Regions from separate parts of the Rattus norvegicus genome. Here region 1 is linked to region 2. Evidence: chromatin contacts called from public Hi-C data. All regions are on one chromosome and are shown on one strand. The core of a region is the stretch at or near the end of the contact, and the rest is flanking DNA. Distances in the headings are between cores, read along the strand shown. Region 1 holds the start of Chchd5 (coiled-coil-helix-coiled-coil-helix domain containing 5). Region 2 holds the start of Snrnp200 (small nuclear ribonucleoprotein U5 subunit 200).

Region 1 (3,364 bases), core at 819-3,318, 1.9 Mb after region 2:
GATTCATTATGAAGCCAAAATTGCTTAGCCATCTCCTTGCTCCAGCCTCCAGAGTGTGAGAATTATCAACATATCCCACAATACCCCGTTAAATTTTTTAAAATTAACTTTGATCTCAAGTTGTAGATTCTTGACTAAGAAATTGCGTGACATTACGACAATCCAAGAGCTCACTCAGCTTTGGACAGTGATGTGTGTTGTGTGGACTGTTTCCCTCTGTGTAAATTGCTCTTACACACAGGACATATTGCCACACACACAGCTTGTTCTGTGCATTCTGTCCTTATCTCTAATCCTTCAACATGTTCTCTGTAATTTCAAGAAATACATATAAAGAGAATCATAACATCATATTCTGAAATAGGCTTTTCTTTTTTTAACTTTAAAGGGTTTCCTTTAAGTCTGCACAAGTTCATGTAAGTATTCATGCCTTTGTATGGCTGTATAGTACTCCCAAGTATGGGCAGACTACTTTTACCATCCACTTTGAAGGACATTTTGATCGTTTCCAGTTTGGGGCATTAGAGATGAAGCTTCTCTGGACACATACACATTTGTGTCTTGAGTCTGAGACAAATGTTCAAGAAGCAGTTGTTGAGAGTCATAAGATAGTTACCTGCTTTATAAGAAATAAACTGGGGGATGGCTAAGTAGAGTGCCTTCCAAGCAAGCACGAAGGCCTGAATTTTGGACCTCAGCACCTGCATAAAAGGTATGGTAGGACCCACTAGCAATCCCAGTGCTAGGGTGAGGAGTCAGGATCCCAGGTGCTCACTGACCGGCCAGTTCAAGCTCACTGGTGGGCTTCGAGGTTCAGTGACACCCTGTCTCCAAAACACTTGAGGTTCAGTGACACCCTGTCTCCAAAACACTTGAGGTTCAGTGACACCCTGTCTCCAAAACACTTGAGGTTCAGTGACACCCTGTCTCCAAAACACTTGAGGTTCAGTGACACCCTGTCTCCAAAACACTTGAGGTTCAGTGACACCCTGTCTCCAAAACACTTGAGGCGTAAAGCAATAGAGGAAGGCACCTGCCGCTGACCTCTGGCCTGCACACACCATACTCTTGCTCCCCAGTTTCCTTTTACCTGCTCCCTCTTCGCCGCTGGTGCTGATGTTTACAACTTGCCTGTTCTGGTATTTTCTCTCAGACTGATAACATTGCCCTTGAACATCTTTAATGAGTACATTTAAACATTTTTTCGTTAATGAGTTCCCAGAGAGGGAACCCCAGTAACGGAATCACTCTTGAGATCTTCACTTCAAACCTTAAGGTGATTTAGTTATCTCCATTTGATTCTCAAAGACTCTTGACAGCGCCACCAGACAAAAGGCAACTACATGTGTGGAGGTGTGAGTGTCATGTTTCCCAAAAATAAAAGTATGAAGGAGGCCACAGCAGTCATCCTCGTTTTACAACTGCATGCTAAGGTAATTGCCGTTCATTTTCTCTAGCCTTAGACCTCTCCATACTAGGTGACATTTAGGAATATTTATCCTTACAGGGAAGTAAACTTCCAGGTCTAGCCTTATAATCTGAAGGCAAATATGGAGGTTGCAAACACCACCAAAGGAAATTACAAAGAAAGTAATTTGTCCACGATTGCAAGGAGCAAGCAATAAAACGCACTCTCATCCTGCCTTTACCACCTATGCCAAGGAAAGGGCATGTCTGAGTGAATAATCGGGTGGGAGGTCATTCTTTCCCATCAAGTTGAAACTAAAGTCAGGAGGCGAGTATGCACCGGCGTAAAGCCTATGGCAGCACAGTCTGAGAGGTTAATCCTCGTGTTCCTAAACTCAGCAGCAGCGTGTGCAGAGCCGTAGTCACGTGGGCCGGCGGCAGCGCGAGCAGCTGTAGATTTGACAGACAGGGAACTAGCTCAGGTCCCCAGCTGCAGAATCACTGCCGAAGTCCTACTTCCGGTGATCTCTAAGGGCCTGCACCACAAGCCGGAAGTAAATAAACCAAAATAGCTGACGGACCGGAAGTAGTTACAGGGGCCGCCTCCCGGATAGGCAGTGAGCCGGAAGGCAACGCAGGACACAGCTATGAAGGTTGAGCCTATGTGGGTTGAATGGCGGGAACTCTCGGCGACCGGAAGAGTAAGCCAGGAGGTCTGGCTTGGGCGCCGCCATGACAACCTAATACCGGAAAAGGCAGGTCTCTTCTCCCTGACTGATCGGCGCCTGAATTCGCCTGGAGATGTGAGTTTACAACTCCCTATAACTCTAGATCATGCTTGTCAGGTTGCATGATCCCCACCGGGAAATGACTGCACTCAAGATTCTTGGGAGATACTCCAGGCCTGCCTCACAATAGCCAGACTTTGTTTTAGGACTTCCACTATCCCCCGGGAAATCCTACCTTGTTCCACAACGATCAGGGATCGGCGCTTATTTCTGCCCCTCATTGGTTGTCCCTATAACAGTACCTTAAAAATTCCCAAATCCAGACTGGATCCCTAGTCCAATCACATACCAAAATCAGAACTCTTTCTTGCCTACTCTTGCGACTATCTTCGCTTACCCTATCCCACAGGCAGGCGGCCCTGGAAGTCACTGCTCGATACTGCAGCCGGGAGCTGGATCAGTATGGCCAATGTGTGGCAGCCAAGCCAGAGTCGTGGCATCGAGATTGTCACTACCTTAAGATGAGCATCGCTCGCTGCACGTCTTCCCAGTGAGTGTAAAACTGGGGGCTAGAGGTTGCCAGGCAGTGGCATTTGAATGCTTCAGGTTCTAAAATACCCTACTCCCACAGCCCCATCATCCGGCAGATCCGACAGGCCTGTGCTGTGCCGTTTGAAGCCTTTGAGGAGTGTCTTCGCTTGAATGAGGCAGCAGTTGGCAACTGTGCTGAACACATGCGGCGCTTCCTGCAGTGCGCTGAGCAGGTGCAGCCACCAAGTTCACCCACGACTGGAGAGGTAAAGGAGGCTCACTCGATCATGCCTTTTCCCCTTCATAACTCCCTTCGTTTTCTAATTTAAACACTTTCAAGAACTAGCCACAGCCCCATTCCTATACATGGCCTTGGCTATGCATCCAGAATCCAAAAAAAACCATGGTTCTCTGTCCCCAAGTCGCATCCTCTGCTTTACCCCACCCTTCACACTCCACCTCCGCCAGGGCACCTGCCCCAGCCTTTCCCTGGCTTGCCTCACCCTCTTGCTTTCATATAATGACCTGAATTCTGGTCATGATAAGCCCTTGCTTAAAACTCTCTGGTGGCTTTCGATTCACACTGGAACAAAGTCCCTGATTCTTACTGGATCCCTTGTGTTCTGTCCCTCTGCCATTGTGTCCCTTCACTGTTTTCCAGCTCTGCTGGTTGGGGTGATGGAGTGAGGTGGAGGGAT
Region 2 (3,425 bases), core at 545-3,044:
TGTCATACATGGCAGGAAAAACACCCATACAACAGAAAATACAAGTAAATTTTTTTTTTGGTTCTTTTTTTCAGAGCTGGGGACCGAACCCAGGGCCTTGCGCTTCCTAGGTAAGCGCTCTACCACTGAGCTAAATCCCCAGCCCATTATTTTAAAAGTACTATTCAAAGGGAATAAAGGGATGGCTCAGTGGTTAAGAGCACCACCTGTTCTTCCGGAGGTCCTGAGTTCAATTCCCAGCAAGTACATGGTGGCTCACAACCATCTGTAATGGGATCTGATGCCCTTTTCTGGTGTGTCTGAAGAGAGTGGCAGTGTACTCACATACATTAAATAAGTAAAATAGAAAAAACTCATTATAATTTTAAAAAGTATTCAAAATGTCAATACTTTTATAAAATCTCTTATTTTCAGTATAACATTCAGTTTTTAAATTGACAAGGACTTCTTTTATATCTTCTAAGTGGAACTCCATTTGGGAAGGTTAACTATATTTGAAATGCAAATTCTTAGATCCCTAAATGATAAAACTTCTTTCTACTAATAAAGAAGAGAAAAGTAAATGGGTCCAACCTAGGGTTACCATGCTGCTATTAAATATGATAAGATACAAGCTGGTCACAGCAACCCAGGGCTGCAGCCATAGTGTCTATGAGTTGGAGGCAGGAGGATCGAGAGGGCAAGAGAAGTCTCTGGATAGCAAGTTTGAAGCCTCCTGGACTACAGAAGATCTTCTCTCAAAAACCAGACAAGAGCTAAAGAGATGGCTTAATGGGTATGAACACTGGCTGCTCTTTGAGAAGACCTGGGTTCCAATCCCACCACGCACATGGCAACTCATAACCTATCTGTAGCTCCAGTCTAAGGGAATCTATCACCCTCTTCTGGGCATCTTGGAGGTCTGCGTGTACATGAGACACAAAGATACATGTAAGCCAAAACACCCAGATACAAAGAATAAAATGTAAATGATAAACCAAATAATAAAAAAGTCAGCAAAATGGCTCGATGGATTAAGACACAGGCTTAAGGTTCACTCGTGCTTATTAAACATAAAAGAAAAGTAGAACTCGCTGTTTTGCTTTCAGTGTTGTGTAGAGAATTATTAAAAGACTAAATACTACCTTTACATAAAAGGTACCACTATTGCTTAATAAATCTGAATAGTATTTCTATACACATAACTTATTTTTCATATATTTCTTTAGTAAAACGTTCGTGCCACATTGAGGACAAAATTATATGCTGTAATCTGCACGATTGTGCACACCTAAAATCCTGACACAGGCTGTGTCAGATGATTGAGCACAAATATTTTTTCCTCTACTGTCAGTTAGCTGACACAGGGGAGAGTCTTACGGAAACGAGTCTAAGATGAGTTCAATAGGACAGCGAGCGTTACCCCAATTTCTCAATACAGAAGAGAAATCCAGTTAGTTACTAGACATGCCAACTTGCTTGAACCTTCAGCTTCCTTGTCCAGAAATGGAGCTCTTTAGTTTCCATTCCTTGCAAGCCTGCTGCCTGCCTCACAGAACGGCTGGTATGAGAAACCAAAAGTATTACAGAAAGGGACTTTTAACATCATACTTTTCGGGGGTTCAGCCTTGGCTCTGTAGTACCTATAGATGTGTGGAACCATAGTTCGCACGCGCGTGTGCCTAGTCGGTCAATGGAATTCGTGACCCGGATGTACTATCGTCCACAAACTCCGCCCAGAAGTCTTGCGTAATAGCCGGAAAGTCTCACTTTTATCGTGCGTCCCGGAACCGGAAGGAAGTCCGTTTCGTTTCTCCGTCCCGTACGTTTGTCCTGCGTGGTACCTGTTGGGCCAGAGCGGTTTGCACAGGCGGTTCGCACCGTGAGGAAGAGTGGAACCCTGAGTTCCCGGAGCACCGGCAGCCATGGCGGATGTGACTGCCCGCAGTTTGCAGTACGAGTACAAAGCGGTACGTGTGGTCTCGGAGTAGGATTGCGGGCAAGGGAAGTCGTGGATAGTCACGAACACTGATGGGGAAATGAGAGCTGGGTGAAGGATGTATTAAAACACGACGGAATATCCTTAGTGGAGATTGAGGGACGTGAGAATTTAGGAGTCCCGTCCCCCCCTCCCCCCGCTAAACTGTCTCCTCGTTACCCCTGATCTGCCCAACATTTTTCCCAAATGTGGGCTATTGTGGATGTTGTTAGGAACGCTGGTCGTTCACCTTATCAGATAGTACAGTGCTCATGCATAGTGCAATGACATACTATTCTTAAGAGCATTATTCTTTTATTCCAATGTTTTTCCATTTTCTGGTGTCACTGTAATAACAGGATTCAAAAACCATATGTCAAAGTTTTGATAAAGTATGATCTTTTCAGAACTCAAATCTTGTGCTCCAAGCTGACCGCTCTCTCATTGACCGGACCCGCCGGGATGAACCGACAGGAGAGGTTCTGTCCCTGGTTGGGAAATTGGAGGGAACTCGAATGGGAGATAAGGCTCAAAGGACCAAACCACAGATGCAGGAGGAAAGACGGGCCAAGTAAGTACCAAGGGGATGCTTTTTTTTTTTTTTTTTCAGCTAATGTAAAGCCCATCTTTAGCATTAGAGCAGTAGTTTTGCTGAAGTTTGTATGGAAGATCAGTGATGTGTGTGCAACATAGCAGAAACCTCTTCAAGGTTTAAAACTTCTTTGAACTTAGGTGTAATGAAGTGGAACAAAATCTATTGATACCTTTTACTGACATATTTCCTATTCATAGATGTTAATTTTCTTCAGTGTGTGTGTGTGTGTGTGTGTGTGTGTGTGTGTGTGTGTGTGTGTGTATGGGGTGGGGGTGTTGTGCACATGCATGCAAATGCCTATGTGAAGGCCAGAAGATGGTTTGAGATCCCTTGGAACTTGAATTACGGGAGGTTCTGAGCTACCCAATATGAGTCTGAAAACTGAACTTGGGTCCTCTTAGAAAGCAGTATTGGCGTCAGACTACTTGAGCCTTCTCTCCAGTTGGCTATCTGACTATTTCAGGGCTCTAGTTAATCTCCTCTGAGTAATTCAGCTCCTACTATTTCAGGCCTCTAGTTAATCTCTCAGTAATTCAGCTCCACCACATTGTTAGAAACTTTTCTCCCCAACCTTTCTTCTTTTGTTGCCTATCACTTCCTGATGATTTCTGTCAGCTTTTCATGTTGGTGGATTCATTTCAAAAGTTAAATACTACTTTGTTTTGCCTGCCTGCCTGCTTGTCTGCCTGCCTTCCTTCCTTCCTTCTTTCCTTCCTTCCTTCCTTCAAGACAGGGTATCTCCATCTATAGACCAGGCTGGCCTTAAACTCAGATCCATCAGCATCTGTTTCCCGAGCACTGAGATTAAAGTCATGTGCCTCCACCTTCCAAAAAAATGTGTTTTCTCTCTTTTTCTCTATCTCTTTTTTTAAA

Evidence for each region. Hi-C and Micro-C count contacts between places; a contact is called where the count stands out from the background.
Region 1: a contact with region 2 is called in a Hi-C map of liver, with 8 times the contacts expected there. The contact joins the promoter of Chchd5 here to the promoter of Snrnp200 in region 2. A contact is called at or near these places in 2 of 12 Hi-C or Micro-C datasets (both in liver).

Annotation. Positions count from the first base shown.
Region 1 is chr3:136,813,039-136,816,402 of GRCr8, forward strand. It overlaps Chchd5 (coiled-coil-helix-coiled-coil-helix domain containing 5), which reads left to right and starts at 2,069. Exons shown (of 3, transcript NM_001106509.1): 1 at 2,069-2,210; 2 at 2,545-2,685; 3 at 2,767-3,023. The coding sequence starts at 2,209. The coding sequence ends at 2,995.
Region 2 is chr3:134,880,379-134,883,803 of GRCr8, forward strand. Snrnp200 (small nuclear ribonucleoprotein U5 subunit 200) reads left to right here and starts at 1,795. Exons shown (of 45, transcript NM_001037766.2): 1 at 1,795-1,949; 2 at 2,365-2,528. The coding sequence starts at 1,905.